Linked DNA regions of Rattus norvegicus: region 1 is linked to region 2. A link is a contact called in public Hi-C data. All regions are on one chromosome and are shown on one strand. Each heading gives the region's core, a stretch centred on a gene start, on an enhancer-like site or on the middle of the called end of the contact. The rest is flanking DNA. Distances are from core to core; before and after follow the strand shown.

Region 1 (3,930 bases), core at 502-3,001, 120 kb after region 2:
GCATTTTTATCAGTTGAGTTTCCTTCCTTGACTCTAGCTTGTGTCAAGTTAACGTAAGAATGGCCAGGACAATAGCTTAACCAAATTTTAATGCTGGATGTCATTCTATTTGGCTTCCTAATGAACAAGGGAGGATTTCTCTTACTTCCTATGTTCTGTTTGCCAAGATTTTGTTTTGGCTTGCTCTTTCTTTCTTCCTTCCTTCCTTCCTTCCTTCCTTCCTTCCTTCCTTCCTCACTCCCTCCCTCCCTCTCACTCACTCTCTCTCTTTCTTTCTCTCTCTCTTTCTTTCTTTCTTTCTCTCTCTCTTTCTTTCTTTCTTTTTCTTTCTTGCCTATTTACATCAGATTGCAAATATCTTGAGAGTGATTTGCCAATCAAGTTCCAAGCAGGAGTTAGCATATAAGATACTTTTGAGTTTTCTGACAGCAAACTTTCCTCTGTTATACATACAGAATGACTGTGTCTAGTAAACAACCATTGAGTAAATATTGGTGTGGCCTTCTAGCTCCGGTTTTATCCCTAGAGACTCTATTAGAAGATAAGTTATACTATGTAGGCATATATGACGTAGACTTTTATATGTATAAGATATGGCCTTGTTTGTTAGACATGTAGTACTCGGCCTAGGTTCTCTGGTAAGTTAATTCAGTTCAAGAAGTCAGTCTCCCACTTTCAGATTTTCTTGTCTTTATGAGATGCATGGAAAGTTAATGTTCATTTAGTTATTATAATAAATGCGATATAAAATTGTCAAATTATTAATTCTAAAAGTCAAACCTAGCCTGTTGGAGAGATTTCTCTCTTTATTTTTTCAATTTTACAAGACATTAATTCCTTAGACTGACAATCAGAAATACACTGAAGTTCTAAATTTTTAAATTATTGGTTTCAGGAAACATTAACCAATAAGTCTCAAATTATGACAAAATTTTAACACATAATGAAGTTTACTGTTATGATCATATGGCGTAATTTCTATATTTAATCCATTTATTTTCTTACCAATATTTATTACACTGATATACATTAATCTACACAAATTATCTTATATCTCTAGGGTTTACTATGAATATTTTACATTTTAATCAATGCTTTACTATGAGATCAAAAGGACAATGTGATAGGAAGAAGCTCATGTCCATTACAAGCTGATAAAAAGCCTTTGTGAACTTAAAAGTGTTTTTATTTTTTAATCAATCAGTTGATTAATTAATCCCCATTGACATATATTCACTGTACATAGTGCTAGATTATATAAGAACATAGATCACATAAAAAACATTTCAAAGTACACAATGTGTTTTGAGTATTTCTGCCCTCCCCCTTCTTGCCTCCTTCTATTTATCCTCTTTGTTTCCTTCCTAGGCAATTCTGTCTTTCCTTTCTCTCTCTTCCTCTGTGTGTCTGTGTGTCTGTGTCTATGTATCTGTCTGTCTGTCTGTCTGTCTGTCTCTCTCTCTCTCTCTCTCTCACACACACACACACACACACACACACACACACACACTCTACGTGACTTTTTTGTGTCTTTCTAAGTCTGACGGTTCAGTTCACATGACTATCTTCAGTTTATTTGTGCTCAATTCTACGAGAAGCCTCTAACAGCTCCTATCTCATTAAGAACTTTCAGTTAACTGAGCTGCGAATGCTGCATGTTAGTTACTTCTAATGTCAGTCTCCCAAAGTCAACATCACCATTCCAACTTTGTACTGAGGCAGCAAGCGTCTGAGGAGATGAGTGACGTTCCTGGAATTTATAGGCAGTAAGTCTCAGAGGCAGGCTTCAAACTCAGTTTGGCTGTTTCTGTGCCTAATCTTTCTAACACAATTTACCTTCCCCTGACTTTTATAAAACTACCAGCAGGACCTCTCCAACATGTGCTCTCTCTGGTGTGTGTGTGTGTGTGTGTGTGTGTGTGTGTGTGTGTGTGTGTGTGAAAGCCAGAGTTTCTCAGGAATGGAATCTACTTTCTTTGAAACTGGGTCTCTCACTGGCCTGGCTCTTACTAGTTAGGCTATTCTGCATGGTTACAGAGACTCAGGAATTCTTCCATTTTTATTTAATTCCCAGCACTGGGATTTAACATGCATACTACCGTGTTCAGCTTTTGGTACAGACACTGGTGATAGAACTCAGGTCCTCATGCTTGTCAACACACTCCACTGACAGCTATCTCCCCAGTTTTGCTTTGTTTCTAAGACTCACTTCAATCTACCTCAGCCTGATGGATGCCGGATTTCTAGATGTGAACCACACACGTGGCTTCCATGTTTTCTTCTTCCGTTGCCTGTGAGATAGCTGTGCTGAGGGACACGGACAGCACAGATGTTCACTTTCTTAACTAAGATGCCCTCACATCACTTTCTCCTTTTATAGTACCATCCTTCCAGATACCAGTAGAAAAAGTCGCCAGAAGACAAGAGCTGTAGGAAAAACCAGCAACCCCGTCTTCAACCATACCATGGTGTATGATGGGTTCAGGCCTGAAGATCTGATGGAAGCCTGTGTAGAACTCACAGTCTGGGACCATTATAAACTAACCAACCAGTTTCTGGGAGGTCTCCGGATCGGCTTTGGAACAGGTAACATTTGTCACAAGTTTAATTCTCTATGAGCCAAACTCTCCAGGAGATGCTAAAATCCTAAATGTAATGAAACCATTGGGTGAAAGGTCACCAGGGGTCCAAGGGTTCTTGGTTAAGAGGGTCTGCAGAGTCTGTCCTTTCAGAACCTGATACTGTTGGCAGGTTCCAAAATCAGAGCTTGAAGGTTCTGACTTTGTGGACCAATACCCAGGGCCACTAATGAGTACTGTGCTGCATGTCCAAGCCAATGTACATGCATTCTTTGATTACAGGGCTCAAGAAAGTTAAACAATTGACAACAGGTATGCCCAAGAAGACAGGTGTTGCCAACATTCAAGGAGATAGGTGAACAAGATAAGTCTGCTCTAACAATTATAGAGACGACCACTTCATCACTGTGTTAGGTGTTTTATTACATTATGACATTTTTTCACAGTTCCATGAGTTAGTTAGTAATAGTGCCAAAAAAATCCCTGATACTCCAAAACAAAATAATAACAATAATGATTAATAATAATAAAGTTCATTTCTGAGGCAAGTTATGAGATTGAGTCTTTCAGGCAAAACGCCTTCACCAGTATTCCTAAGGCATCACCCAGTGTCTTCTCTACCTCAGAACACAATCCTCCCTCCTCTATGCCCTGGAAATTATCATCCAGCTTTCACATTCACATTCAGGTGAAGATCAGTCATCTGGGAGGATTGAAACAAGGAAGCTCCTTGGGTGGTAAACCAGCTCTTCCTTATGCCCTAGATGTGCTCCCCAGGCGTGCACAGTCTTCCTTGTCTTTCCTGCCCGACAGTGGGAAACGTAAATGAAAATGTTCAACTTTCTTTCAGGGAAAAGCTACGGGACTGAAGTGGATTGGATGGACTCTACCTCTGAGGAAGCTGCTCTCTGGGAGAAGATGGTAAACTCTCCCAACACTTGGGTTGAAGCAATGCTGCCCCTCAGGATGCTTCTCATCGCCAAGATTTCCAAGTGATCTTAGTCAGCGGATTCCACCATCAAAAGCTACTCCCCGGGGGGAGCTACTCCCCGGGGGGATCTGAACTTGAGCTGACGTCGTGCACAGATATCCTCTCCCATCGTCACTAATGACAACTATGAAGCATGCTCAACTTAATCTGCACGCATTCCTTTGCTTGCATGGCTCAAGGGAACTAAACCATGACAAGATGTACAGCCCAGAAGTGCGATGTGATGCCAACATTCACGGAGACAACTGAACGAGCTAGGAAAACTGAACTGTTGCTCCCACACCAAAGAAAAAGCTAGCTTTACATGTTTCGTACCACAATCTGTGTTGCAGTTCAGGCCTGCCTTTTGGTTATTAAAAT
Region 2 (3,594 bases), core at 1,073-3,572:
ACTTTAGGATTGTCCTGTTGAAGGATAGGGTAGTTAGAGGCTCCTCAGATTCTTGTCTTCATAGTTTGAAAGACACCTCTGAGAAACTTGTGTCCCCCTAAAGGAGAGGCGGGTGGCCTGAATAAAGTCTCTCACAGAGAGAAGTGTACACAAGGACTGACCCCTTACTGCCGACAACTCAAAGGTTGGACAAGTTGATGTGTCCAGGGCTTCACCAAAGGAGAGTGAAGGATCTTTGACGCGATGGGCTATCACGGCTAGGGACTGATGACATAGTGAGGTGGCAAAGTAATGCATTACAAATTCTGAAGGGCAGATGTCCCTTTATTATTAACACCAAATGAAATAAATTAGTGAGGTGCATAATTCCCTGGTCAATTTAGTTTAATTGTTTGATATTCCATGGGCAGCTAGTGTTCAGAGTATAGTCGTCAACAATCACAATCTACATCACCCGAAACTAATTAGGAAAGTAAATTCTTGGTCTCTCACCAAGACACTGCTGTGAGGATAGGACACAGAGATCTGTGACAAGCCCTGCGGATGATCCTGACATGCATTCAAGTTTGAGCACCGTGGATATAAATAACACATTGTGTCAAATAATTTTTATGCTAATGTGGGGACAGGAATAAACTGGGTATGGAGAGTACTTCCAGGCTCCTAGTTGGGCATGAAAATTTCAAATTAATCGTCTTCCAATCTGTAAAGTGAGAAGCTTAGACTAATAATATAGAGACATTTAGGACTAAAAACTAAAAATAAAAGCAGTGGAATACTTTAAAAATGTGCTGGGCATTCAGTATGTTAAAAGACATGCACTTGACACATTAATAAACACACACCCAGCCCATGGAAACATTGAGTCCTTAGTTGGGCAGCTGAACGCCCCCCCACCTTTGTACTTTGCCCACCGTGGCTTCCCATGCACCTCTGTGGATCATCATGGCTTTAAGCTGTTTAGTTTGGGAAATACTGTTGCAGAGCCAGGATCCCTCTGTCATACGATCTGAGACAATAGACCTAACCAAGACCTACCTGATGATTATGTCCCTGAGACTGACCCAAGGGTCACGAATCTCAACCTGTGTCCACAACCTGTGCATGAACTAACGTTAACCCTAATTCTATTTATTTTAAAATTGAGGTTTTTTTTTCTAAAAAAAAGATTTATTTTTATTTTATCAGTGTTTGCCTGTATACCACGTATGTGTCTGGTGTCCATGGGGGTGAGAGAGACCCCATTGGATCCACTGGAACTTGAGTTACAGAAGTCGTGGGCTGCCTTCTGGGCACTGGGATTGGAGCCCAGGTTCTCTGGACGAGCATTTGGTGCTCTAACTGCTGAGCACCAGCCGGGACTCCAATTCTTGCTCTACCTATTTTCAGGAGCTATTGGGAGGACCAAGTGAAAGGTCAAAGGTGAACATACTTTATAAGTTGCTAAGTCCTGTTTGACTGAAAGGGATTATTGTGTGAGAAATGGTCCTTCCAGGTAGATTCCCTTTGTACACGGGCCCAGCGATAAGCAAAGATAGAGAATGTAGACAGTTAAATGGTTTGTGGTTTCTCCCTTCTCTTTGAGGGATGAGGATGTAAATTTCCTTCGTAATTAAAAGCCTGTTTACCAAGATGAGTCACCTTATAGCAGAGTAGAGGTAGCTGGCCCGGTCATTCTGAACAGCTTCCGAGTGCCTGGGTAGTTCCCTCTGAAGACATAATTAGTTTCTCTTAATAATTTACTGCCAACAAAATAATACCGAGAGTCAATTTTGGAATACGTTGATTTAGCATTTCTGACCGATTACATATTCAGAAATTTGTAGAGTAACATTAACTGATGTTTATGTGGCTTTTCCCCAGCCCAGATGAGGCTTCTGGGAGAAATTAATCCACCACAAAGTTGCCAGTGAAGAACCCGACAGAGTGTTTCATGGCTGCAGTTTGCTATCATGGTGAATAAGTCTTTGTGGAGCATTTGAAAGACTATCTACTGGAAACGTCCAAGTATGTTTACTGGAGTTAGACAGTAGTCAGATTCAAGGCCTACTTATTTCCACCCCCTCAGGCTGATGGAAGGTCAGATGATGTCTAAAAACTGTCATTCTAAGAATAGGCATTTTCAGATAAGTCTCTGTGTCCTCTGCGGCAATGGCTATCAGCAGCCACCAACATTTCTGTCACTTTCTGTTTCCTGAAAGCATTCTTCCCATTATCTGATTCTTCAACCCGACAGTGATGAAAGCCCATCAGAACTCTCTAAAGAGCAACCAACAGGGATCTGACAAGGATTTGGTCATGACTCACATCTGAGAGGAAAGACATCAACATTCCTGAACCCTGGGGGTTGGCTTGCAGCCATGGGGCAAGTTCCTGTAAGTATGAACCTTCAGCCATGTGAAATAGAGTTAGAAACCCTTCCTTACTGCTTGCCTGCCACTGGGAGGAGCATAGCAAACAAAGTTGGCTTCTGATGAGACCCAAGGGGCTGTGGAAGGGCCAGGCTGATGGGAAAGGATGTGCAAAGATCAAGAGGCATGATGGGTGGCGGTGTTTCACACGGGGAGAATCACAGGTAGAAATGGCTTGCTGTGAAGACCAAAGACACCTATGCTAGCTATAGAGTAACAGCCATGATGGGAGGTGAGACAAGCTGATGGTGGCCTTGATCTTGTTGGCATGATCCTTCTTTTCCTCATTTGTATATAGATAGGGCCAATGAAAGGCATGCTTTTCTTTTTTTTTTAAGATTTATTTATTCATTTATTATATATAAGTACACTGTAGCTGTCTTCAGATACACCAGAAGAGGGAATCGGATCCCACTACAGATGGTTGTGAGCCACCATGTGGTTGCTGGGAATTGAACTCAGGACCTCTGGAAGAGCAGTTGGGTGCTCTTAACCACCGAGCCATCTCTCCAGCCCCAAAGGCATGCTTTTCAAACAGCCTCATGGAATCCCAGTGGGCTGGTGGTGGTGCTGGCGCTGCTGCTGCTGCTGCTGCTGCTGCTGCTGGAGGTTTCCAAAGGCTTTGGGGTGCAGGAGGGAAACCGTCTGGGCTCCAATTTCTACCCCGATAAAAACAGCTTTGCTTGTATCTAGTTTAAATGCTGAGGGTGTAAGTTAAACAGTATTAGAAGATGGGGCTTATTCAGAGCCTGCCCCACATGTGGCCAATATATATACAGCCACCAAAACTAGATAAGATGGATGAAGCTAAAAAATGCATGCTGACAGGGACCGGATATAGATCTCTCCTGAGAGACACATCCAGAGCATGTCCAATACAGACAGAGGTCAATGTTAGCAGCAAACCACTGAACTGAGAACATGACCCCCTTGGGGGGAATTAGAGGAAGGACTGAAAGAGTTGAAGGAGTTTGCAACCCCATAAGAACAACAATGCCAACCAACCAGAGCTTCCAGGGACTAAACCACTACCCAAAGACTATACATGGACTGACCCAGGGCTCCAACTGCATATGTAGCAGAGAGTAGCCTAGTAAGAGCACCAGTGGAAGGGGAAGCCCTTGGTCCTGCCTAAGTTGGACCCCCAGTGCAGGGGAATATGGTGGGGCAGTAAGGGGGATGT

Evidence for each region. Hi-C and Micro-C count contacts between places; a contact is called where the count stands out from the background.
Region 1: a Hi-C map of the A7r5 cell line shows a contact between it and region 2, with 6 times the contacts expected there. The contact joins two enhancer-like sites. A contact is called at or near these places in 6 of 12 Hi-C or Micro-C datasets (the A7r5 cell line, Schwann cells, kidney and 2 more).

Annotation. Positions count from the first base shown.
Region 1 is chr1:153,787,285-153,791,214 of GRCr8, forward strand. It overlaps Sytl2 (synaptotagmin-like 2), which reads left to right. Exons shown (of 20, transcript NM_001108492.2): 19 at 2,381-2,586; 20 at 3,430-3,930. The coding sequence ends at 3,575. Among named protein-coding and RNA genes, the nearest start is that of Ccdc89, 9.5 kb to the right of the region's middle. Within about 2 kb of position 1,752, at least 3 of the 93 cell types and tissues checked have an H3K27ac peak or open chromatin away from gene starts, as enhancers often do. A contact at or near this core is called in the A7r5 cell line, where this site is marked.
Region 2 is chr1:153,663,224-153,666,817 of GRCr8, forward strand. No RefSeq gene overlaps it. Among named protein-coding and RNA genes, the nearest start is that of Ccdc83, 9.9 kb to the left of the region's middle. Within about 2 kb of position 2,323, at least 8 of the 93 cell types and tissues checked have an H3K27ac peak or open chromatin away from gene starts, as enhancers often do. A contact at or near this core is called in the A7r5 cell line, where this site is marked.